Regions from separate parts of the Mus musculus genome. Here all the other regions are linked to region 2. The links are chromatin contacts, called in public HiChIP or PLAC-seq maps. All regions are on one chromosome and are shown on one strand. Each heading gives the region's core, a stretch centred on a gene start, on an enhancer-like site or on the middle of the called end of the contact. The rest is flanking DNA. Distances are from core to core; before and after follow the strand shown. Region 1 overlaps Plekho2 (pleckstrin homology domain containing, family O member 2). Region 2 overlaps Trip4 (thyroid hormone receptor interactor 4). Region 3 has its middle 22 kb from the start of Ankdd1a.

Evidence for each region. HiChIP or PLAC-seq counts read pairs in DNA pulled down with a chosen protein or histone mark.
Region 1: an H3K27ac HiChIP or PLAC-seq map of microglia shows a contact between it and region 2, with 4 times the contacts expected there. The contact joins two enhancer-like sites. A contact is called at or near these places in 2 of 39 promoter capture datasets (the 3T3-L1 cell line and embryonic stem cells), 5 of 115 datasets of contacts at active chromatin or transcription factors (bone marrow-derived macrophages, embryonic limb bud, embryonic midbrain and 2 more) and 1 of 9 other capture datasets (adipose tissue).
Region 3: an H3K27ac HiChIP or PLAC-seq map of microglia shows a contact between it and region 2, with 8 times the contacts expected there. The contact joins two enhancer-like sites. A contact is called at or near these places in 1 of 115 datasets of contacts at active chromatin or transcription factors (microglia) and 1 of 9 other capture datasets (adipose tissue).

Annotation. Positions count from the first base shown.
Region 1 is chr9:65,568,272-65,571,611 of GRCm38.p6, reverse strand. All of the region lies in intron 2 of Plekho2 (pleckstrin homology domain containing, family O member 2), which reads left to right. It overlaps Gm51712 (a long non-coding RNA gene), which reads right to left. Exons shown (of 3, transcript XR_003948345.1): 3 at 1,212-1,793. Among named protein-coding and RNA genes, the nearest start is that of Gm51712, 6.5 kb to the right of the region's middle. Within about 2 kb of position 2,016, at least 99 of the 459 cell types and tissues checked have an H3K27ac peak or open chromatin away from gene starts, as enhancers often do. A contact at or near this core is called in adipose tissue, bone marrow-derived macrophages and microglia, where this site is marked.
Region 2 is chr9:65,842,832-65,846,175 of GRCm38.p6, reverse strand. The region is part of intron 12 of Trip4 (thyroid hormone receptor interactor 4); the gene reads left to right. Among named protein-coding and RNA genes, the nearest start is that of Zfp609, 17 kb to the right of the region's middle. Within about 2 kb of position 1,630, at least 45 of the 459 cell types and tissues checked have an H3K27ac peak or open chromatin away from gene starts, as enhancers often do. A contact at or near this core is called in adipose tissue, bone marrow-derived macrophages and microglia, where this site is marked.
Region 3 is chr9:65,540,125-65,543,354 of GRCm38.p6, reverse strand. No RefSeq gene overlaps it. Among named protein-coding and RNA genes, the nearest start is that of Ankdd1a, 22 kb to the right of the region's middle. Within about 2 kb of position 1,499, at least 245 of the 459 cell types and tissues checked have an H3K27ac peak or open chromatin away from gene starts, as enhancers often do. A contact at or near this core is called in adipose tissue and microglia, where this site is marked.

The DNA of each region.
Region 1 (3,340 bases), core at 767-3,266, 270 kb after region 2:
GTACACTGTAGCTGTCCTTAGATACTTCAGAAGAGGGCATCAGATTTTGTTACAGATGGTTGTGAGCCACCATGTGGTTGCTGGGATTTGAACTCGGGACCTTCAGAAGAACAGTCGGCGCTCTTAACCACTGAGCCATCTCGCCAGCCCATGTAGTGCTCACTTTTAATCCCAGCACTTGCAGAGGCAGGAGGATATCTGTGATCAGACTCCTTTATCAGACTTTGGAATTGCCAGGGCACCTTTAGCTTGTCCCTCCTCTAACACTCAGCTACCAGTTGACACTTATTAAACACGTGTTTGTTTTATATACATGTGTATGTGCACAACAGGCATATGTGTAAGAGGCCATCTGTGAGTGTTCCTATGTGACAAGGCACATGTGTGGAGGTTGGAAGACAGCCTTGGGTGTCAGTCCTCACCCTCTACCTTGTTTGAGGCAGGCTGTCTCTCTGTGCTTGAGGCTGACTGGACCACAAGCCTCCCGGGGGGCTTCCTGTCTCTGTTCCCCATCTCACAGTAGAAATGCTGGGGTTACAGACACATGACCCTGAACCCCGCTTTCTGTGTGAGGTCTGGGGCTCTGGACGCAGCGTGTCAGACTGCGCGGCAAGCGCTTTTCCTCACAGTGCCATCGTGCCATCGCCCCAGCTGCAGTTGACACTTCTGCTGTCCGAATGCCTCCCGCAATCCCCACACCTTCCTAATTAGACTCTTGTCCCCTCCCCACTCTCAACAGGCTTAGCATTTGGACAACTAAGAACAGTAAGACTGCCAGCTTTACACCTATAATCCCAACACTCAGAAGGCTAAGACAGGAGCATTGCTCTGAGTTTGAGGCCAACTCAACTATAGTGTAAGACCTTGTCTCAAAACAAACAAACAAACAAACAAATAAAAGCTACAATTGTTTGTTAAGGAAGCATCCGAAATGCTGTTATATGAGGACTTGGAGGGAAGGTGACTTTTCCTTTTGGTGCTGGGGTTCAGGCTACCAGGGTTCAGGGTTCAGGCTACCCATTGAGAATGTGAGAGTGTGGTAAGACTGCACACATGGATTCTATCTGCTGAGCCATCTATCCAGACCCTAATTATTTATTCTGTCTCTCTGTCTGTCTGTCTATCTGTCTATCTATCTATCTATCTATCTATCTATCTATCTATCTATCTATCTATCTTACTTATCTGTTTATTATCTATCTGTTTATTTATTTACTTTTGAAACAAGGTCTCCCTATTCATTCTTACCTGGCCTGGAACCCCCTATATAGAACAAGATAGAATCCATGAAGATGGAAGGCTTGCATCTTGCCTGGCAACCTCTTTCAGCACCACTCCCCCCCACCTCGTTAAGGCAGCTTGGCAAATTCCTGAGTGCCTTGGGCCAAGAAGGCCTATAAACCCCACCTAAGGGCTTCAAGGAGTTGCCTTTGAAGGGCACCTTGCCTGTCCTGGGTGAGTCCCCAGGAGTCAGGGTGACGGAGATGCCGTGGAAGAACAGCAAGGAATGGCAGTGTGCAGACAGCCACCCAGATGTTCTGTACTTACCAAATTAGGATGTGCCACAGCTGGGAAAGCGGCAGCCAAGGGATATTTTTATTAGAAAAAAAAAAGTGTGTGTGTGTGTGTGTGTGTGTGTGTGTGTGTGTGTGATATGGCTTCTCCAGTGCCAGCTGCTGTAGGGGTTGGATGACTGGCTCTCAGCTGTCAGCCCACCAGGCGCTGCCATCCATGTCCTAGACTGCCTCTCCACATCTGGCCGCAGCTGGGAAGCAGGGAGGGTTTCACATTCCCTAAACATGAAAAATCCAAATCACACTTAAAAAAAAAATCTTATTAAAAACTTAACTCTTCCAAGAACCTAGCACCCAGGGACGGGAACTTGGCCCCAAAGAAGGAACTGAGGCGTGCTTATTGGTTCAATTCCTCTTTCTGCTGTGAGGAGCAAGGCGAGTGCAGACTCTTGGCTCTTGGCTGTTTCTGTGTTGTCAGAGGCTGATGTTCCAAAGAATGCTGCCCCCGCCCAGTGCCTCCTGCTTTCTCCTTTCCTCTGAACTGCAGAAGGCCCTGAATGATTCAGCACTGGCATGTTGAGTTGTCCCAAGCCAGGCAGCCTTGGGGAGCTGGGTGGTAAAGATGGACGGTAAAGATGGACTGACTATGTTCCTAAGAGAGTCCACTGGGGGAGCCTAGAGATAGGTGGTGCTGTTGCTGTAGCCTCTTCTGGAAGCCCAGGAAGACTTTGTAAGCCTTAAACTATAAAGGCAGGGCACCATTCTAGCAGACTGGCCCTATGTACATTTTTATTTTTAAAGGCAGGGGTTGTGTAGTCACACTAGCTAAGGATGTCCTGGAATTTCTAATTCTCCTGCCTCCCCCACCCAAGTCCTGTGATTATAGGTGTGTGACCCTTCGCTGGCAAGTTCTTATGTCAACTTGACAGAGGCTAGAGTCATGTTGGAAGAAGGAACCTCATTTGAGAAAATGCCACCACCAGACTAGTCTATGGACAAGCCTGTGGTTCATTTTCTTGCTTGATTATTGGTGCCCCTGGGTCTTTCCTCAGTGGGTGGTGTCACGCTCAGGCTGGTGGCGCTGGGTGCAATGGAAAAGCTGAGTAAGCCATGGGGAGCAATCCAGGAAGCAACGTTCCACCACGGCCTCCATCATCTCCTATGTCCAGCTTCTTGTTTCTACCCTGACTTCCCTGAATGACGGACTTCAAGTTGTAAAATGAAACCAACCCTTTTCCCCCTAAGTTGCTTCAGGTCATGGTGTTTATCACATGATAAACTAAGATAGCTGCCAAGCTTGACGTCCTGGATCCAGTCCTCAGGACCCACATGGTAGAAGGAGAGAAGTGACTCTCTCAAGTTGTCAGCCCTTAAGACGGCCACCATGCCTGGTTTGTGTGGTGTGGAGGATTAAACCCAGAGCTTTGTATATTCTAAGCAAGCGTTCTGAGCACCAGAGTTGTAGCCAGTCCCGGCGTTCCTCTCTTGAGACCTTCTTCCTGTAGAGTGCCACTGGGGGAGCCTCAAGGAGACAGATGCACTGAGAATAGCATAGAACCATCCAGGCATGAGATAGGACTCTGTGCTCTCTTGTGTCAGGGCTTAGTGTTCCTGGCATCTAACATGGTATTTGTACCTGGCGGTGCATGTTCCCCCAGCAGTGGGTAAGACACAAGAACACTAAGGTTTGGGGGATCATGGCAGGTAGCAGGGAGCTTCTCAGAATAGAATTTTTCTGCTGTGTATATTTCATAGAAGAACCTGGACAGGGTTGAGCCTCAGGGGTAGAAAGAGACGTATACAAGCAAAAATGGGAAATGACACCT
Region 2 (3,344 bases), core at 381-2,880:
TTACTTTACATCCCAATATCAGCCCCCCTTCCCCTCCCAGTTCCCCTATATACAGCTCTTCCCCCATTTCCCCCCTCCCCTTCTCCTTCGAGAAGAGGAAGAGAGACCCCTGGGTATTATCTCACCCTGGCCCATCAAGTCACTGCAGGACAAGGTGCATCCTCTCCCACTGAGGCAAGACATAGCAGCCCAGTTAGGGGAATGGGATCCGCAGGCATGCCGTAGATTCAGGAACAGCTCCTGCTCCAGTTGTTGGGGAACCCACATGAAGACCAAGCTGTGCATCTGCGTGTGTGTGGGGGGGTATGGGGTGTGGGGGGGTTGGCTGGGGGTGAATTGTTTCTTAAGTGTTTGCTTTTGCTATTAGTCATCAGGAAACAGGAAAAAGATTTTTATAAGTTATAGGCTAGAGCTATAGTTCATTGATAGTGCTTGGCCAGCATGTGCAAGGCCCTGTTTCAGGCACTACCACCACACACACAGACATGGCCACACACACACAGTGCAGTGTGTATATATGCAATTCACCTGGGGATCTGTTGGGAAGAGTGACATAATTAAGAAGTTATTGATCATTTTAACAAAAGGATGAAGTGGGGCCTTGCCGAGTTGGGCAGAAATTTTTATTTGGCTCTAAATCAGTAGTAGTTGCCAAAAGGTACTAACCTTTTTCCTCTCTGTTTGGAAAATGACAAAACAATGTTTTCTAAATGACTGGTGAGCAGTTTCCCCTCAGAGGAGAAGAAATAGCTGTTTGGCAGTTAATTACTTGTTATGTTAGACAGCTATGAAAGTTATGAGGCATGAAAGAGAGGTAGGCCCACCTCTGCTGCTCCTCGGGCTGGAACTCGTGATAAAAGTCTCTACAGACCAAAATAAAAGCACCTGCCAGAGTCTGTGCCCAAATTTGGATTGTTCCTTGATTATAAAGCTCATATTTCCCGACCTATTTATTATGCTCTATCAGTGACCCTTAGCTTAGCATCTAAACTGGATGTGACATTAGAGTTTATTTGTGTTCATTACCCTTGCGAATTGATTCTTGCTGAGCCGCTGCAGTTGCTGCTTTGTAAATCTCAGACCAAAGATACAAAGCCTTCTTTCCCTCCACCCCTCCACAGTGCTGGGCATTGAACCAAGGGCATTGTGCATGCTGATCGATCACCTCTGAGCTACAGCCCCAGCCTTGCTTATACTTTACTTTAATACAGTCTCAGTAAGTTGCCCAGGCTCTCTTTAAACTCTCTCTGTAACTTGTGCTTGCCTGCCTCAATCTTGCCAGCAGCTGGGACTAGAGGCCCACATTACCGGGCCAACTAAGCACTGCTTAGTGTGTAATGTGGCCCTTCGTGTCCAGACCTCAAGGGCAAGGGTTATTATATTCTTGAGAGATACAAGACTTATCCAAATGGACTTCTCTTTAGACTTCTGCTTTGTTCCTCATTTCTGTTTCTTGTGAACACTCTCAAGTTCAGTGGAAGTTGTGGTAAAAGGCTCATGATCCCAGCTGCTGGGACGGTGCCAACAGCATTCAACAACTATTCATTGATTGCCTAATGTATGTTGTGTCTGATCCTAGCAGAGAGAGGGGCAGAGAACATCCGGTGCCTTCCTCTATCAGTCTCCTTACTTTCTGAGACCATTTTCCACTGAACTTGAAGCTTCCTGTACTTGAGCCCTGTTTTTTTCACAGCAGATGCTCTTAGGCACTGAGCCATCTCCTAGCCCTCCCTCCAAGGGTGGGTGTGGGAATGTCTGCCCTTTTGAAGCTTTCATCTTAGTGAAGAGAAGCAAAAAATATAAATATATGTTATCAGATCATGGTAAGTACTATGGAAAAAGATAAGGTAGGAAAGAAGTTCAAAGTGCTAAATTTATAGGGTAATTGGTGCTGTGATTTCCTTATGTTTTCATTATTTATTTTTGTTGGTGCTGATTATTGAACCAGAGCCTTGTGCATTCTTGGCAAGCAGCAAGCACTCTACCGCTGATTTTTAAATAGTGGGGTCGGGAGAGATTTATGTCAGAATTGACATTTGAACAAAGTCCTGAAGGAAGAACAAGATGAAGCCATGTAATAGGGCTTTGAAACATTCTAGGAAGCCAGGTACAGAGGCAAACTCAACTTCTGACGAATTGAGTCACAGCCTCTCCTTTTGGGACTTTGAAAGTGAATGTGGGGTTTAGAGAAATTTAGCAGTATAAAAGGTTTCTAGACATGCAAGTACCAAAAATGAATTCAAATTCACATGAATATAGCTGTTTCTGGCAAACCTCATCCAAGGCTGTGTCAAATAACTTCACCAGAGCCTTGGTACACAGTTTGCATTATGCTTGTCACAGTACACAAGGTTGACCAGTGCTGCCTGGGTCTTCTTGACTCAGACACCAGACTGCTCTCTTCTGAATTGCTGTGCTCTTACTAGCCATACGAAATGGTTTGGCTTTTTTTTTTTTTTTTTTTTTTTTCTGTTTTGGAAACACTTTAATTATGAAAAATAAAAACCTTGTTTTTTTACTATCATTTCTCAGCAAATGAGTATCAAATTTATGTTTCTTTGGATGGTGTATAAATATTCATCCTATTGCTTGTTTGAGTTATCTTGAGTTTCACAGAAAATAGAGCAATATTTTTTATTTAATTTTATTTATATTTGATTTTTTAACTATTTATTTATTTATATGAGTACACTGTAGCTGTCTTCAGACACAACAGAAGAGGGCATCCGATCCCATTATAGATGGTTTTGAGCAACCATGTGGTTGCTGGGAATTGAACTCAGGACCTCTGGAAGCAGTCAGTGCTTTTAACCTCTGAGCCATCTCTCCAGCCCCCAAGAAATATTTTTTAAATGTATGTTTATGTGTAAGTATGTCTTGTGTGTGCAGGTACCTAGAGGCCAGAAGGGGGCATCAGACCCCCTGGAGCTAGAGTTACAGGCAGTTGAGTTGCCTGATATTGGTACTGGAAACAGATTCTAATCCTCTGAAAGAGCAGGAGGTACCCTTCACCCCTAACCAAGCTCTCTAGCACCTAACCTTAATTTTTAAACTTTTATTTTTATTGTGATAAACCTTATATAAGATACTTTTCCATTTTAAGCACATTTATGTGTTATGGATCAGTGACATTAAATATATTGGAGTATAGTTACCATCACTACCTAGTATCCTAACTGCCAACCTGCACCGATTAAATCATTACTTGTTTCCCCTCCCCTTTTAGTCCCTGGTATAACTACTATTTCACTTTTTTTGTTGGGGGAGGGAGGCTTGCTTTTTGAGACAGGGTCTCACTATGTAGCCCTGGCTGTCCTAGAACTCATTCAGTAGACCATGCTGGC
Region 3 (3,230 bases), core at 250-2,749, 300 kb after region 2:
GGGCCACATAGAGAGACCCTATCTGAAAATACCAATTTTTAAATGACATTTTCTGTATTTGTGTGAGCAGGTGGGCAGGCACATGTGCCATGGGTACATGAGGAGGTTAGAGGACAGTTTTTGAGAATCAATCCTTACCTTCTCCCATGTGGGTCCCAGGGATGACTTTTGTCATCAGGCCTCGTGGTAGATACCTTTACCCATCCAGCTATTTCTATGGCTCTAAGATGAACTGTTTTAGCTTTAGATATGAGACAGGTGATTATTGTCTTTCCATACTTGACTTATTTCACTTAACATGATATCACTCAGTTCTCTTGCTGCTATTGTTGATGTCTTGAGGTGTGTCTTGTATATGTATACATATTCTGCTTGTCCATGTATGCATTTATGTAAGCCAGAGGTCCAGTTTGGGTCCTGTCTATCATTCTTCGAATTGCCTTTTGAGACAGGGTCTTAAACTGACCCCAAAGTTCACTGATTGGCTAGCTTAGATGGCCACCGATCCCTGGAGATCTTGTCTTCACCTCCCAACACAGGGATATGGGTCATGCTGCTGCAAATGCCCATAGATTACTGGGGATCAAACAGAGGTCCTCAGGTTTGCATACCAAGCCCTTTACCCACAGAGGCATCCACCCAGGCCTCACGACCTCCAGTTCTATCTGTGGAGCTACAGATTACAGAATTTCATTGATTTTTTTTTTAATGGTCAGGTTGTGTGTATGTGTTCGATTTCATTGTGGACATCTGGTTAATTCTGTACCTTGGAGCCTGTGAATAACACAGTCATCATGGAAGTACAGCTCTCTCCTCCTCAACGCACTCCTTCACTTCCCTTTCCTCTGGATATGCAGCTAGTAGTGAGATAGCTGGATCATATGATACATCTATTTTTAGTTCTTGAGGAACTTCCACACTGTTTTCCATAGTGACTACACTAATTTCCATTTCCACCAACAGAGTATGAGAGTTCCTCTTTCTGACATCTCATTGTTATTTGTTTAGTTTGGTGATAGCCATTCTATCTGGTGTGACCCGATTCCTCATTGTGGTTGAACTATTTTGGTTCTCTTCACATCAGCGAAAGGTAGAGTAGCAATTTCAACACGTCCATGGGATAAATGAGGTCACCGAGGGAGGCAGAGGACTCGCCTAGATAATCAGAGCCCCAACTTAAACGTGGGTCTTCCTGCTCTCTGGGCCGCAGAGGACATAGCAGGCAGACCTGGGTAGGAAAGCAGAAGGGACAAGTTCAGGAGGACAGAGCTTGGCCAAAGAGGAGCATGGATCCCCATGGTCTGGAGGGTCTGGCAGGAGGCAGAAGTAGTCAGCTAGGAGGAGCCAGATGGGTGAGAGCCTTTCCTCCGGGCTCCGGCTGTCCTCTCTGCTCTCAAAATGCCATCTCTATTGCCTGACAGACACCAGATAGGAGAGCAGAGAGGCTCATTAGTCCGTTAGCACTGGCTGAGTCAGGGCCTCACAAATGTGTTCCTCATGTGACTTGAGATGAGTCAAGAGGGGAAGTGGTGGGAGGGGATTCCCAGGATGCAGGCAGCGAGGGCCTGGGGGATGGAGGCCTAGAGATGGGCTGGAGGCTGGGCTTCTGTAGCGCGGCTGGTCCTCTCCTAGGTTCGTAGGCCACTGCAAAGAGTACGAGCAACTTAGAAGTGATAACTCCCCTGATGGGCAGCTTCAGTGGGTGAGCAACTCAAAGCGTCTGGTGATGAGGAAAGACCTGGCTTGGTGCCAAACAGTGTAACCACAGCAAAAGCCTAGGCTTGGGCACATGGGCCCCATTTCCTGAGACCTATTTGCTAAGCATTTATCTTTGTAGAAATTCAATCAGACACTGCATTTGATATACATATATATAAGATAATGTATGGGGCTGGCAAGATGGATCATCAGGTAAAGACACTTGGCACTAAGCCTGCAACCAGGGTTTGCGCCCAGGGACCCACGTGGTAAAAAGAGAAAATGAACACCTCAAGTTGTCTTCTGACCTCCACACATACCATAGCACACGCCCACATCCACTATAAAAATAAATACATAAATCCATAAAAGATAGTAAAAGCCAGCCATGGTGGCCCAAACCTGTCATCTCAGCACGTGGGAAGTAAAGGAAAAAGGATTAGGAATTCAAAGTAGTTCTCTGATTCATAATGAGTTTGAGGCCAGTTTGGGATATATAAGAACCTGCCTCAAACCTATAAGTGGTGGTGCACACCTATAATCTCAGCACTTGGGAGGCAGAGGCAGGCTGATCTCTGAGTTTGAGGCCAGCCTGGTCTACAGAGTGAGTTTCAGGATAGTCAGGACTACACAGAGAAACCCTGTCTCAAAACAACTACAACCACAGCAACAACAACAGCAACAACAACTCATTTGGATTATGTAGCTCAGTGGCAGAGAACTTACTTGCCATGTATAAGGTCCTGGGTTTGAACCCTTGAATTCCCTCAAAAAAGAAAGTCCCCACTAATAATTGTTTGATGGCTGTATTTACTTTATTTATTTTTATTTTTTGAGATAGGATCTCACTGTGTAGTCCCTGCTGCCTCCGGAGTGTTGAAATTAAAGGTGTGCGTTATCGAGCTCGGCTTGTTTGCTTTTTAAAATCATGTTTATTCTATGTATATGGATGTGTTGCCTCCGCATATGTCTGTGTACTGTGCACACCTGGTGTCCACGGATGTCAGAAGAGGGTGCTGGATCATTGAAGCTAGGTTATGGACAGGCGTGAGCCACCATGTGAGTCCTGGGAATATAACCAGGATCTTCTGGAAGAGTAGCCAGTTTCTTAGTCACTGAGCAATCTCTCTCTAGCAACCCATTCCCCCTTCCCCATTAAAAAAATTGTCTTAAATATTTTTTTATTACATGTATGTGTTTGCCTGTGGTTTGGGCATTCAAAACTCTTGGAGGCCAGAAGTAGGATTCCCTGGAACTGGGGTTAACAGGCATCTATGAGCCACCTGGTGTGGATGCTGGGAAGTGAACTCGTGTCCTCTGCAAGACTAGAAAGCACTGTTGAACACTAAGCCGTCTCAGCTCAGGTCCTCACATTCTCTCTCTCTCTTTCTCTCTCTCTCTTTGCTTAAAGATTAATTTATTTATTTTATGTAGATGAGTACACTGTTGCTCTCTTCAGATACAGCAGAAGGGGGCATCAGATCCCATTACAGATGGTTGTGATCCATCAAGTAGTTGCTGGGAATTGAACT